Linked DNA regions of Mus musculus: region 1 is linked to region 2. A link is a contact called in public HiChIP or PLAC-seq data. All regions are on one chromosome and are shown on one strand. The core of a region is the stretch at or near the end of the contact, and the rest is flanking DNA. Distances in the headings are between cores, read along the strand shown. Region 1 has its middle 24 kb from the start of Gm33103. Region 2 overlaps Csgalnact1 (chondroitin sulfate N-acetylgalactosaminyltransferase 1).

Region 1 (7,319 bases), core at 918-3,417, 310 kb before region 2:
TCCATGCTACCTCTAGTATACAAAGATGCACACACATGTACATAAGCAAATTGTTTTTAAATCTCTCAAGTGTTTGAGCCACTATTTCTGGCTTATGGATCCTATCCTCTATGTTCACATTCTTATCTACTACTGTTATTATATTACAGAAAAGCTATTATATTGTAGAAATTGCCCAGTTTTTTTCTTGACAACAATTTTATATAATCTACTGTCTCTCTTTAATGGTAGATAGATACGGAATATCTTTGCTGGCCTCTTCTCTGCTCTTCAACTTCCAGATATAGTTTTATTATGACTTTCTAAAGTAATAATACTAATCTGCATGCTTATTGCTCACTGCTGAACTGGAGGCATGGAATCTGATTTCATTGTTTCTCCAGATTTTGTTTCTCAAGAATGCTTTCAGGAATCTCTTTGTTTTCTTTTCTTTTTTTTTTTTTTTTTTTTTTTTTTTTTTTTTTTTTTTTTTTTTTGGTTTTTCGAGACAGGGTTTCTCTGTATAGCCCTGGCTGTCCTGGAACTCACTCTGTAGACCAGACTAGCCTCGAACTCAGAAATCCGCCTGCCTCTGCCTCCCGAGTGCTGGGATTAAAGGCGTGCGCCACCACCGCCCGGCCTCTCTGTTTTCTTAAGGGGCTCTCTTTTCTCTCCACCAACTTTCCCTTTCATGAGCTCATCTGCTTTTACTCTGCATGCTCATATCTGTGCCAGCAGAAAAGTTGTCCTAGTTTCTGCATGAGGCTCTCTCCCTCTTCCTTAGGCTCCAAAACCCACAAGTGGTACAAGGACACTTAGAAGGGTGTGGTGGGCAGGGTTAGAGAGCTGAGATCATTGTCTTGTCTCCCGAGCTAAGATTTCCTCACCCACCCAGCTTCCCAGCTTCCCAAGTGTTTTTTGGGAAAATACTCTTTTCTCCTTTGCTTCTCTCCTCTTCAATTTTTTTTTAAATAATTGGAGTGTAACACATCCAACATGTGTAAGTTTTGAGTGAGTACTGATAAATTTGTTTTATATATATATATATATACTTTTCTGATAAAGAAAGCATACACTTGTAAGCCTTCAAAGACAACAGTCTCCTCACACTTCTTCCCGGTGACTCACCCACTCCTACAAACCTCTGCGTTCTGTCCCCATTAATTAATTGTGTTGACTTTCAAAGAAATATTGACTTTCATCCATTTCTCAACTAAGATTCCTTTTCAGTTAGAACTTCATGATATGTGGTACTCTTAAAGGGCCTCTCACTTCATCCTGCTGGATTTGGCATGATGGTACCATTGTGCAGATGAAAAACTGAGTCAGATGTAAAATGATCAGCTTGATTTCAGATAGTCACTTCTCGTACAACAAATAGCAGAGCCTTATTGAACTCAGACCAACTTGGCTCCCAAGTCTGAGCACCTTCTCTTTTAAGCCAGTTATCCTTGTTAATGCTGTCTGCTTTTGAGTAATGTTTGGTAGACATTGGTAGATTGTTTCTGGCACATTCCTTTAGGAGATAACCAAGATATATACAATGGACAGAAGCCTAGAGTCCAGACTTAATCTGGATGGTGTCTGCCATGGAAAAGCCTTTATGTGTCTTAGTAACAAACTTACTCTGGCTGTCCCGTGTTGCTGCAAGGAGCAGAGGAGGGAGTGTATGACTGGGCAAAACCAGAACAAAGGATTAGTCTCCTCTAAAGGATCTGATGGTCAAGTCTTTCATAATTCTCCAGCTGTAGAGAAGAAAGGAGACTCGGATAGGGAGAAGCTTGGAATCCTCGGGAGGGGAGGGTGTTGTCAGCAAGCAGTGGGAGAGGTAGGGAAAGGAATGTGCGAGAGGAACAAAGGTTGGCGGGGTGGGTAGATAAAGGCTCTTGAGCAATCTCCAGGAGTTGTCCTCAGAAGAATAGATGAAAAGGCAAGGGGGTGGGGAGGCTGGAGGTGCAGCTCAGCGCTGGAGTTCATCCATGTGCTAGAGAGGAAAAACTGGAAAAGCTGTCTGGGCAGGAGGTGTGGAGATGGCTAGTCTCTGTCCCCAGTAGTTAATCTTCCCTGGTTATTTGATGGGATGCTTAGGGAGAGGTTTTTAAGACAATTGCACTTCTCCCTTTGGTCAGATAAGTGAGTTCCAGAGTGAGCCTGTTCCTGTGCTCAGGAGAGAAAGCAGACAAGGTCAGAGGAACCTGCATTCTGAGCAACTTCTCAGGCCTGATAGTGGATCAAAGCACCATCCCAGGGTATCTTTGCCTGAGCCTCAACAACATGGAAATTTACAGGTGTGATTATATGTCTTCAGATTCTGGGGTTGGGTTGGGGGCGGGGGAGAGAAGGAGACAGATTGTATCTAAGAAATGGAATCTTTAAGGGAAGGGAACCTGTCCCAGCCAATGTGCGAGTGTGAAGTGTGGCCAGAGAAGGGTCAGAAGGATTCTGAAGGTGGAAGGGGCTGTGAGAACATGGGGGTCTCAGATAGCTGGGAAAAGCGCAGACACAGATTCTTCAGAACTCTGATCCTGCAGAAGAGTGCCTCCTGCCATCTCGTGGATTTTAGCCCAGCGACATTTATTTTGGATTTCTATTCTACAGAACAGTAAGAGTTTTGAAAAAGATGTATTGTTTTAAGCCACTGAGTTTGTAGGATTTGTTCTAGTAGCAATAGAAAAATAAATACAGACATATACACACATGCATGTATGTAAAGAGGATGAAAGCTTAAGAAAAATCAGAGAATTATATACTTTTATTTTTTGTTTTTAATTAATTAATTAATTAATTAATTAATTAATTAATTTTGGCATTTCCTTTTTATTTAAAATAGATTATCTTCTCACATAATGTGTCCTGATAAAAGTTTTCTCTCCTCCTCCTCCTCCTCTTCTTCTTCCTCCTCCTCTCCTCCTCTTCTTCCTCTTCTTCCTCCTCCTCAGCCCTTCCCACTTCCTTTCCCAGCTGGATCTATTCCATTTCTGTTGTTTATTAGAAAACAAAGGGACCTTTAAGGGATAGTAAAAAAATATAATAAGATAAAACCAAAGCTAACATTGGAATAGGACAAAACACAAAACAGAAGAAAAGAGCTCTTCACACACACAAAAAAAATTAAAAGCATAAGAAATAGATCCACTTGTTATTTGCATACTCAGAATCTCATAAAACCAGTAAACTGGCCAGATGTGGTGGCACACACTTTTAATCCCAGCACACAGGAGGCAGAGTAAAGCAGATCTCTGAGTTTGAAGCCAGCTAATCTATATGAGCTGCAGGACAGCCAGGGCTACACAGAAACACTGCCTCAAAAACCAAAAACAATAAGAAAAAAAAAACAAAAACAATAAACTGGAAACCTAGTATATATGCGAAGGACCTGGGTTGGGGAGACAAAATAAAATAAAAATAAAAAACAAGATAAAATTAAAAAAAAAAAAAGAAGAAGAAGAAGAGGAAAAGCCCTAATCAGGACATTACGAGACAAGAAGCCTCCAAAGATGCTTCTGAGTTGTTTTGTGTCGGCCGTCTACTGCTGGCCATGGGGCCTACCCTTAAGAGAGGTTTGTTTCCCCAGTGAGACTCCCTCCGAGGAAACAAATTTTATTTTTATTTGCAAAGTGGTTATCAATTAGAGACAGCTGCTGGGTTCCAGTGGGGCTTGTATCCACTTCTCTTCTCAGCTGGATGAAAGAGCTGGTACACGGTGGCTGTGGCTTTAGTCTCTGTGAGTTCATGTGTGAAGGTCCTGTTGATTTAGAGGGCCTTGTTTTCTTGGTGTCCTCCATCCTTTCTGGCTCTTACACTCTTTCTGCTTCCTACTCTGAGAGTTTACTGAGCCCCAAGGGGAGGATGTGATAGAGACAATCTCTTGGGGCTGAGCATTCCAAGGTTACTCACTCTCATACTGTCTGGCTATGGGTCTTTGTCCTGTCTCGTTCTCTATCTGTTGCAGGAGGAAGCTTCCCTGATGATAACTGAGCAGGGCACAAATCTATCAATATAGCAGAATGTCATTAGGAGTCATTTCATTGCTGCATTTTTCCCCTTAATAATAATATTTGGTTTTACCCTAGGTCTCTAAGCAATCTAGTCTCTGGTTGTTGCATCCAAGCAGTGTTGGGTATAGTTTCCATGTCATGGTGTAGGTCTTAAGTCAAATCTTATATTGGTTGGTTACTCCCATAAGCCTTGTGCCACCATTGCCCTACTTACGTTGCAGGCAAGACACTACTGTAGATCAAAGGTTTGTGGTCGGCATGATGTTCATGTTTCCCTTCTGGTGTTCCAAAGATGCTAGAATGTAGGAGTGAAGGCTCTTTGCAGGCACTGCCTCTACTTCTCCATAGTCAATGGGTTGTGTAGGTATTGTCTTCAGCAATAGGGCCTTCCCTTCAGTTTTGTGGAGAGCAACCTATAGTTTCAGCAACGACTTGGGTTGTTTGAGGGGTTCCCATGAAACTCCTTGGCCTACAACTCAATAAGATGTAACCCAATCCTAATATTGGAAGATTCATGTGGTGATAAGAGATAACCAGTTCAGACTCTGTCTCCCCATAACTTGGTGATCTTATCTATCCCTTCATATATGCATATATTTTAGGTAGTTTCTATTGTGTTAGTTTTCCATATTACCACTCAAATGCCCCTTTATTTAGCTGCCTCTCATTCTGTTCCCTCCCTCATCTTCCTCTTCTCACTTCTTCTCTTTATTCTCCCATTCTGGCTCCCCCATCCACCCATAACTATATATTCTATTTCCTTTCCCTTACCCTATATCTATCTGTTGCTCTTCAGAGTATAGCTTGGTGATCACTGACTTAACAGCTGATACCCACATATAAACAAATACATACCATATTAGTCTTTCTGGGTCTAGGTTACCTCACTCTGGATAATTTATTCTATTCCATCAATTTATCTACAAAAGTTGTCTTTTTTTTAAACAGCTAAGTAATACTCTAGTGTGTAAACGTACCACAGTTTCTTTATCCATTCTTGTTGAGGGACATCTAGCTTTTTTCCCTCCAGTTTCTGGCTACTATCAATAGAGTAACAACGAACTACTGAACATGGTTGAGCAAGTGTCTGTATGGTACATGCCAACGATAGGGCTGGATGTTGAGGTAGATCTATCTATCCCCATCTTTCTGAGGAACTCCACACTGATTTCCACAGGGAGTGTACACATTTTCACCCCCACCAGCAATGGATAAGTGTTCTCCTCCACATCCTTGCCAGCATGAGCTGTCACCCCCCCCCCCCCCAGTCAGGGTTTCTCTGTGTAGCCCTGGCTGTCCTGGAACTCACTCTGTAGACCAGGCTGGCCTCCAACTCAGAGATCCGCCTGCCTCTGCCTCCCAAGTGCTTGGATTAAAGGCGTGTGCCACCACGCCCGGCGAGCTGTCACTTCTTTTATTGGTCTTAGCCATTCTGACAGGTGTATCTTGAAATCTCAGAATAGTTTTGATTTGCATTTCCTGGTGGCTAAGGAATGTTGAACATTTCTTTAAGAGTTTGTCAGGCTTTTTGAATTTCCTCTTGAGAATTTTCTGTTTAGATCTGTGCCCCATTTTAAAATTGGTTTGTTTTCTTGGTACCTAGTTTGGTTTTTGTATACTAATCCTCTATCAGATATCTGGTTGGTAACAGAATCTTTTCCCATTTTACCGGCTGACACTTTGTCTGAATGACGATGTCCTTTGCAGTGCAGAAACTTCTTAGGTTCCCAAGTATTCCTTGTTTATCTGTTGTTTATCTTAGTTTCTGTGCTGGCGGTCTTCTGTTCAAAGAGAGATTTTTCTTATGCTAATGAGCTCGAGCTCTTTCCACTTCCTCTTCTGTCAGGTCCAGTGTATCTGGTTTTATGTTGAGGTTTTTGATTCATTTGAAGTTGAGTTTTGTCCATAGGCTTGTAGATTTATGTCTGGGTCTTCAATTTGATTCCATGGGTCAGCATGTCTGTTTTTGTATCCACATCATGCTATTTTTATTACTATAGCTTTGTAGTACAACCTGAAACTGGGGATAGTAAAATCCCCATCGGTTCTTTTGTTATTCAGGGTTGTTTTAGTTACACTAGGGTTCAGGGGTTCGGGATTATTTTTCTGTTGTATCAGGCAGGTCTGGAACTCAGCGTTGGAAGGAGGCTGGGCTGACATTCTTGGGCAGTCTTTGTTCATCCTGTGTAAATCCACCAGGTGGCGCCCTCACCACACGGTTGAGTGTACTTGGCAACTGCTTTCTCAATTTCAGGGATTTTTTTTTTTTTTTTTTAAGTTTTAGGGATTTTTAGCTCCTCTCTTCACACCTCCCACCTCACCAACGCTGTGAAACTGTTACTTGACAAAAGGCCTGCGGGAAATTTATGAAGTGGCCTTGTTTTGATCACTCATCTGGCACCTTCCAGGTTAGAGCATACAAGCCGCCACAGGCGCTGTGGTTTGCTTGCTGTAAGTTCTAGCTTCTCAGGGCCAAGCCAGTGTTTCCCAGATCCTATCATTTAAGTTCAGTGGATGACTCCCTAATCTATGTATGCTATTGTGTTCTCTGCCTTGGCCTTCGCCCATCTCTCTCCTTCAGTTTACACTCACTAACTCACTAATTCATTCATTTCCATCGTCATCGTTATGACATGTGAAGCTCTTATAGTGTTATCATGCTGGAAAAACAAGACCGGAGCTGAGGGCATAACCCTGTGTACTAAAAATATTTAGCAATGTGGCCTGGGGCTTCTTCCCTGCCTTAGATCATTTATGTCCCTGGATGAAAGACACACACAGCCTTTATATTTTTAAATAGCCTTAGTCAGCACAGTAGCTGGGCAGCAACCCCACCCTCCATGCTGTTAGAATCTACCTTCCTATCGATAACCCAAGTTATTACTTAATATGTTTATCTGGGCTGCCCTTAGCTCCAATTGGCTAGCCACATACTTGTGGCTCAGTTTTTCCACGGCTCTCCTCCCTCCTTCACGTTCTCCTTTTTCCATGACGGCTTCTGAAACCTCATCCCCACCTATGTCTCCTCTACCCATTGGCTGTTGGCATCTTTATTTACTAATCACAGTTAACTGGGGCCAGGGTCACAGGGGCTACACATGCATGCTCCAGGTTTTGGGGTCTTGCACTTAGCATTGCAATAGACATTAAACGACAAAACCTCAACAGCCCTGTCAATAAAAGTGCTTGTGAACATAATATAGTTACTTGTCTGCTGCTGCTATCAAGTGTGACAAGAGCAGAGCAAAGGAGGATGGGTTTACTTTGTCTCAGTTTGAGGGGACAGGCCATCGTGGTGGGCAAGTCATGGTGGCAGGAGCTTGAGGCAGCTTGTGTATCACA
Region 2 (7,370 bases), core at 3,609-6,108:
CTTTTCTCTGCATTGCAAATCTATGATCTTTCTGAAAATAAAGAGATTTTATTTCTGAGAATAGTTCTGAGGAGTTGTTTGGAGGCAAAAATGGGATGTACATAGGAAAGACATGGCATGTGTGTCACTGGGGCTTGTCAGGAGTTGAATAATGTGGTTTCCAATTAAACATAAGTCTCATTTTCCTCCTGAAATACAGCGTGTGCAGAAGGAACAGAGATGTTTACTAAAAAGTAAATACTATTGAAACACTTTCCTTATAGAATTCATTTACCATTGTGGAAACTGTTTCTGATGGTTGAGTCTGGTCATTGTGTAGGAAGAACTTACACAAAAAAGAACCATGTACTTTTGATCTCAAGAAGGAAAAGAAAGCTTTTGATCCCAAGTCTATTGTATTTCCTATGTTTAATAAGTGGAAGCGTGATATTCTGAGCTGGGGATGTAGCTAGGTTAGTAGAGTACTTGCCTAGTGATCATGAAGCCCTGAGTTCCGTCTCTGTATAAAACTAGGGTTGCTGGTGCACTTGGGAGGTACAGGCAAGGGGACCAAGAGTTCTAATTCATCTTCAGCTACAGAAAATTAGGGTTAACACAGGCTAGATGAGACCTTCTCCAAAACCAAACCAAACAATAACCACCATATGGGATTGTGGACACTTTCGCTGCTCTTATGTCATCATTGGATCAGTCTGTAGATTCCTGAGTGTAGGGACCACAGTTCATGTTCCCACCTCCAGCCCCTGCTGTTAACGGTTTTGCTATATTCCAGTGCCTATGGACAGGATGTATGCACATGAGGCCTCCAATGAATACATAGAGGTCAACAAGCACAGGGATTCTGTCATCAACAGGGTTAGTCAGAAACAGTGTTCATGAATAGGCAAAGGACTCTGGGATCCCAGTTTGTGAATGGAAAGCTGACCTGGATAAAGCAAGCAGAAAACTCATGCTTAAAGTCTTTTACTCTTGCATACAGTTGGTAACTGTGCCTATTTTCACTGTATCTCTGTTTACTGTGTGCTTTCTTAAGAATTACCTATAAGCAAATTATGTATTCACCATCTTGTGGCAGGCTGGATCTAATACAGTCAGGAAGGCTTCCAACACTTTAAGTGCTCTTGAAGGTAATAAAAAGGAGGGCTAATTACCTAACTGAAGTGATTATTGAGAGATGTTGGACATCTTGACTCTCTGGGATTGTGACATTAGCCAAAGTGGCTTAAAAGAGGACAGCTTTGAGGAACAGCAGGGATTAGGTTTTTGTTTTTTTGTTTTTTAACTTTTTATTTTTTTATCTATGGTGTTGGTGTTTCTGTAGTTGAACAGAGCAAGAGGACTGAACTAAGTGATGTATCAAGTGTCTGTGGGTGACGAGGTAATTTTAAAGTATGTGGCTGGTGTTCACAGTCGGAGCCTGTGAGATTTTACATTTAATGATTAAACCTTCCAATGGCCATCCGTCTTTCTCTTTAATAAGCAATACTCCTTATCAGGCCTGACTTGTGTACATTGATTGCACCATTATACTTGTTAAATATTAAAGTATTTTCCCCCCTGTGTGAAGTCTAATTAGGCAAAGTGTTCTGTGCAAGCCTGGAATTATCATTTAGAATAATAGCTCAGTCATTACCTGTGACACATACCTCAGTCTGCTGGTTTGTGGACCTTTTATTCACCCCCTAATGAGAATACCAGAGTAGTACTGATCTCTCTCTCTCTCTCTCTCTCTCTCTCTCTCTCTCTCTCTCTCTCTCTCTCTCTCTCTCTCTCTCTCTCTCTCTCTCTCTCTCTCTCTCTCTCTCTCTCTCTCTCTCTCTCTCTCTCTCTCTCTCTCTCTCTCTCTCTCTCTCTCTCTCTCTCTCTCTCTCTCTCTCACACACACACACACACACACACACACCAGTCCTCAAGATTGGACCTAGGGGTTCACACATGCTATGCAAGCACTGTGATGCTGAACTATATCTTCATCTTTTTTTTTTTTACTATTTACCCACCTTTCTATTTTAATATTTGTTATTAATATTTTTGTGTGCATGTATGAGTGTGTATCCATATGTACATGTGTATTGCATGTGCGTTGGCATGTGTGTGTATGTGCTTGTGGCGCCCCAAGGCTGATGTAAACTGTCTTTCTCAATTGCTCTTCAGTTTATAATTTATATTATAGTCCTTGTTGAACCTAGAACTCACTATTTTTGGCTAGTTGCGCTAGCCAGCTTACTCTGCGAATTTCCTGTTTCTTCCTGCCTTTAGCAGAGACTATAGGAAGCTGCCATATCCGCCTGGATTTTATTTTATTTTTTTCAGTTCTCTTGCTTTAATGGCAAGCACTTCATCTACTGGGCCAGCTCAAAGTCACTTAATTAATTAGATAATTAATTAAAATTAATATCAACTAATTGAATGATAGGGTCTTGTGTAGTCCAGGCTGGCCTTGAAGTTGCTGTGACATTGAACTCTTGATATTGCTTCTCCTCTTGAGTGCTGATATTGTAGACTTGTGCCAACACACCTGGCTCTTATTTTTTATTTAAAACTCAGGAAAAAAATCTGTATTCTTCTGTGGACCTATGTATATATATAGATGCATGCATACACATGTAATGAGGCTGATGGATCTGAAATAGATCAGGCCCAGTTGATGGCTTGTTACTCTCTGAGAGGAAAGCTTTTAAGCCACAAGTTTCCTGTAATGTCTGGTTATCAGGCTAATAGGTTTTTCCTCTCAGTGGTCCTCGCAGTGCATGCTGGGGTTTTCGAAAGTGCCTGTATCCTGTCATAATACAAACAGCAGCATTGTGTTCAACTTATGAATATGGGAATTATGTCCATATCTTCTTAAAGTGAAAATTTATTTCTATTTGATTTTTGAATATGGTCAGATAAAAACGAGATTTGGCTCTAAATTAAAATATGGACACTAAGCTCAAAAACTGGACTACTTCCTTCAAATTTTCTGCTTCATTAGTGAGAAGTGGAATCTCAGAGGAAGCATGGCACACTGAGGTCCTCATGGATGCTGGAGGTGGCACACTGAGGTCATCATGGATGCTGGAGGTGGCACACTGAGGTCCTCATGGATGCTGGAGGTGGCACACTGAGGTCCTCATGGATGCTGGAGGTGGCACACTGAGGTCCTCATGGATGCTGGAGGTGGCACACTGAGGTCCTCATGGATGCTGGAGGTGGCACTCTGAGGTCCTCATGGATGCTGGAGGTGGCACACTGAGGTCCTCATTGATGCTGGAGGTGGCACACTGAGGTCCTCATGGATGCTGGAGATGGGAACAGACCTGGAGTCCTGCACTCCTGCACTTTCAACAAGGAAGTTCCTTGGCAGAGAATGATGGGAGGAGCGTTGCTCCCCCCAGGCTCTTTACACATGGTGGATTAGCAACCCGGGGAACTTGGAAAGATTTTGAGGGCAAGATTGCTGCCATGGCCAGCTGAAGACGGGGTCCATATCATTTGAATTTATCTGTGCCTAAAGAAGAATTTGCATTTTGTATTTGCTAATTGTCAGATCGCTGGGAACCAGAACTTGATGATTCAAAATCCCAGTGTTTCCTTGGAGAGTCACAGCGTTCTGTAGCCAGTTAAATGAGTAGCAACAGCTGCCAGGCAGTGATCCCAGGAAGTGTTGGCTGCAGCTGGGCAGCGGCAGGGCTCAGCTGGAGAACTGGGCTTCCATGCCTAAAATCTCAGTGTCTTGCTTGCTTTTCATAGCCTGAGATCAGACTTACTAGTTCTGAGTATTTAACCCAAGATTGAAGAGGGTCCAGAAAATTCATGGGCCAACAACCTGTTGGTTTATATAGTATGATGAACTATCATGTAGCTCTGAGGTTATATCTGGGTTAGACCAACTGTCTTCACTAACTATGAAACTAAGTATTCTGTTGCTACTTTGTCTTGCACCTCTTATCCAAGTCTCTCATCTGCAAAGCAGGAGAAATAGCAAGTCTTTGTGTTTAGTTTGCTGTGTGAAAGGAGCTATCTCAATGCTATAGAGGGAGGGGCTTCTCAGTACTGTTAACGGCTTGCTGCATTCTCTTCGGTGCTTTGCCACAGATGCACGCCTTAGAGAATTTATTGTTTTGGAGATAGGATGCTGAGATGGGAAGTTTGACTAATACCTTAGTAGAGTAGTGAGAAGTTACTAAAATAAGTTGCAAGAGAAACAAAAATGGACACTTTTCAAAGGAAATAGGGAACCTCAGCTTCGAATTCCATGAAAATCCTCCATATTCCGAGGGCAATAAAAGGCATCAATGCAGATTTGTACTAGGATTCGAGCAGGGAAGCCTGGACTCGAGGCTCTGCCATTCTGTCTTCCCGAGGAAGCTGCCTGACCTGCAGAGAATGCTGCGGGGGAGGCTACATGGACTCTGTGTCCTCAGGCTAGGGGCTCTGCTGGTGCAGTGAAAGGAAAGGCTGGGAAAGTGCATGGGAGTGACTTGTGTGTGTGATCTCTCTCTCTCTCTCTCTCTCTCTCTCTCTCTCTCTCTGTCTCTCTCTCCCTCCCTTCCTCCCTCCCTCCCTGTTTTTCTCTCTGTCTTTGTCTCTGTCTCACTCTGTCTCTCTCTCTGTCTCTCTCTCTCTCTGTCTCTCTCTGTCTCTGTCTCTCTCTCTCTGTCTCTCTCTCTCTCTGTATGTCTGCTTCCTGTGACCCAGACCTGGCCCTGTATGGTGATAGAACAAGCCTGGAGCTGTCACCTCTGCTTTGGGGCTCCATGTACAGAAGACAGACGAGCAAAATTCAGGAAAAGGGAGGGTGGATGGTGTGAAGAGAATACCTGAGTGAATCACCCACCACATCCCAGGAATGTGGGTCAGAGGGACCAGTGAGGGATCCACCAAAAACTTACAAAAGCACACATGAGAAAGAGATGGTCTTGGTTTAAATATGCTATGGTCTAGAGAATGTGAAGGCTTTTGCAGTAGTGAGGATTAAATTTGCCTTCATATCAACACAGCAGCAATGTAAAACTGAAGTTTATTCCTCTCTTATATAGAAGTAACTGAGTAATTCATGGAGACTTTTTTCAAACAGGTTCCAGGAACAAACCATTTGGTTCCCTCACCCTTCTCACGGCGTGTGTAAGTCTCAGAGGAAGCTGCTAAAGTCCCAGACGCAGTAGGAAAGGAAGAATAGAGGAAGGTGTGCCTCTTCCCTTTCAAGGATGCCTTCAGGATATCTCATCCAACCTTTAGCTTATACCCCACTCACCAGAGTTCAGCCACCTGGTCACATTTAGCTCCAAGACTGTGGAGGAAATGTAACCTGAAGCCTGAATAGTGATGAGCCCAAGCTGATTATTGTGATTCTTGTCTAAAGTACCAAAGGCACTCCATGACCTCTGTCACTCCATTTTTATGACATCTGTCAGGAGCTATTGCATCATACCTGGAGGGACCAGTGCAGCAGCTATGGACCAGAGAAGGAAGTAGGCGGAAAAGGAGGACACCATAGCCTGCCTGTGTAGACCTGGGAGGGTGAGGAGCTGAGGCCGAAGCTCCTTCTGTCTTGGTCTTCTTGGAAGGTCGGTCTACACATTCAACTCTCTTCTTGCTGCATTTCGTGACACCACAGCCTTGGGGACTTTCAATTGCCTCCCAGTGGCTAGAGAACATTTGCAGCTTTCAAAACCGCTCCTTGCTTATCGAGCAGAACACCCGGTGGCAACAGAGAAGGTATTTTTAACTTAATAACTAACTCTACGTGTAGCTACTGTGCAATTTCAACAGTTAAATTTTAATAACTACCCTTTAAAACTTGCCTGATAATAACCAGACCAGGTTTACATTTTTGTTAATTATCTCAAGAAATGTCTGCAGAAAGCAGGATTCATGAGGGGATTCACTTAGGTTGCGGGATTCAACCAGATTCAGCTTCTCCTCCCCCGGCCCCCTTTACACCCTCCTCTCGTTTCTATTCTTCCCCCACTCCCCACTTTTATCACACCACTTCTGGAAGCTAAATGTTTTACTATCTCCCTCTTCGCTTTATCTCATGGAATTGTTTCCACATATTTAAGTTAACAAATCAATCACTAACCAGTATCACCCCTCCCACCCTATCTCCTTTTTTCTTCTTTCTTAAGATCAGGTTTTTTTTTTTGACTTGGCCTGACTCGCCTGGGATTTGCTATGTTGACAGGGCGAGGCTCGAACTAGCAGTAGTCCCACTGTCTCTACCTCCTAAGTGCTGGGATTACAAGTGTGAGCCAGCACATTTGACCTCATCTTGGTGCCTCTTCCTAAAAAACAATATGGAATATTTAAAGCAAAAACATGATCCCTGGTTGTTTATCATTTTACAAAATTGACAAATTAGGTGGTGTTGTGTTTTATAGTGAGCATTCACATGTATTTGCTACAAGCATGTGTGTATTTGTGTGCATGTGTGTTCTCACTTACTGTTCTTGCATTTCAGACATTCTGGGATGTATATACTTCTGATGCATTGTCTAGAGGGTCTTATTTTAAGAGTCTTCTAGCAGGAAATGTCCTGAGTTTGAATGCGAACTGTCCCTGTCCCTCACAGGCTTGTGATTTGGATCCCTGGTGTTTTATGATGCACGGCCTGGTTGGCAGAAAGTGGGTTATTAGTGGTGAGCTTTATGACCTGTTTCTGACCCCATGCTCTCAGCTTCTTGACTCACCAGTCCATGAGAAAGGTCAGTGGTATCTCCTACATCCCTGGAGCTAGCAAGTTCTGTATGCCTTCCCTCCATGGGCCTCCCTTAAAGTCCTCCTCTAATTTACCTCCATAAGTGTTAGAGTGGTGAGAAACGTAACTAATACACTCTCTTGCTGTTGTTTGTTCAGTGATGGTATTCTATTCCTATTTCTGAAAGATAGCTTCACTACTTCTAGCCTGGAGGTTACTGACTCTCAAGCTTCAGACATTGTGTTCACTGGCGTTTCAGTAGTCAGTTGTAAACCATTTTACTTGTAGAAACACACCCCTTTCTCTTCATGCTTTTAATGTCTTTTTTTCCCAACCACCTCTCCCCCCCCACTCCCCCACCCCCACCCCCGTTTTGAATGCTTTTGATGGTAAGGGAGACTTCCTTGTGTGGATCTTTTTTGGGATTTTGTTGCTTTTCTTATAATTCTGTAAATTGCTTCTTGTCACCACTGGAGAATTCTCAATTATTACCTCTTCTAACAGTGCTAGCTCCCTTCTGGAAATCAAGCAAGAAACACGATAGGGTTTTTTTTCTCTTTATTCTGTAGAAATGTTTCTACATTTCCACCCCTCTGGGATATTTTCAGAATCTTTTCTTTTTAAAATAGAAATAGAAAAAGTTTGTTAAGCCGGGTGGTGGTGGCACATGCCTTTAATCCCAGCACTTGGG

What was found. HiChIP or PLAC-seq counts read pairs in DNA pulled down with a chosen protein or histone mark.
Region 1: a contact with region 2 is called in an H3K27ac HiChIP or PLAC-seq map of extraembryonic endoderm stem cells. The contact joins two enhancer-like sites. A contact is called at or near these places in 1 of 15 datasets of contacts at CTCF or cohesin (embryonic stem cells), 4 of 484 Hi-C or Micro-C datasets (all in embryonic stem cells), 2 of 115 datasets of contacts at active chromatin or transcription factors (embryonic stem cells and extraembryonic endoderm stem cells) and 1 of 9 other capture datasets (embryonic stem cells).

Annotation. Positions count from the first base shown.
Region 1 is chr8:69,022,454-69,029,772 of GRCm38.p6, reverse strand. No RefSeq gene overlaps it. Among named protein-coding and RNA genes, the nearest start is that of Gm33103, 24 kb to the right of the region's middle. Within about 2 kb of position 2,167, at least 43 of the 459 cell types and tissues checked have an H3K27ac peak or open chromatin away from gene starts, as enhancers often do. A contact at or near this core is called in extraembryonic endoderm stem cells, where this site is marked.
Region 2 is chr8:68,717,184-68,724,553 of GRCm38.p6, reverse strand. All of the region lies in intron 1 of Csgalnact1 (chondroitin sulfate N-acetylgalactosaminyltransferase 1), which reads left to right. Among named protein-coding and RNA genes, the nearest start is that of Csgalnact1, 14 kb to the left of the region's middle. Within about 2 kb of position 4,858, at least 18 of the 459 cell types and tissues checked have an H3K27ac peak or open chromatin away from gene starts, as enhancers often do. A contact at or near this core is called in extraembryonic endoderm stem cells, where this site is marked.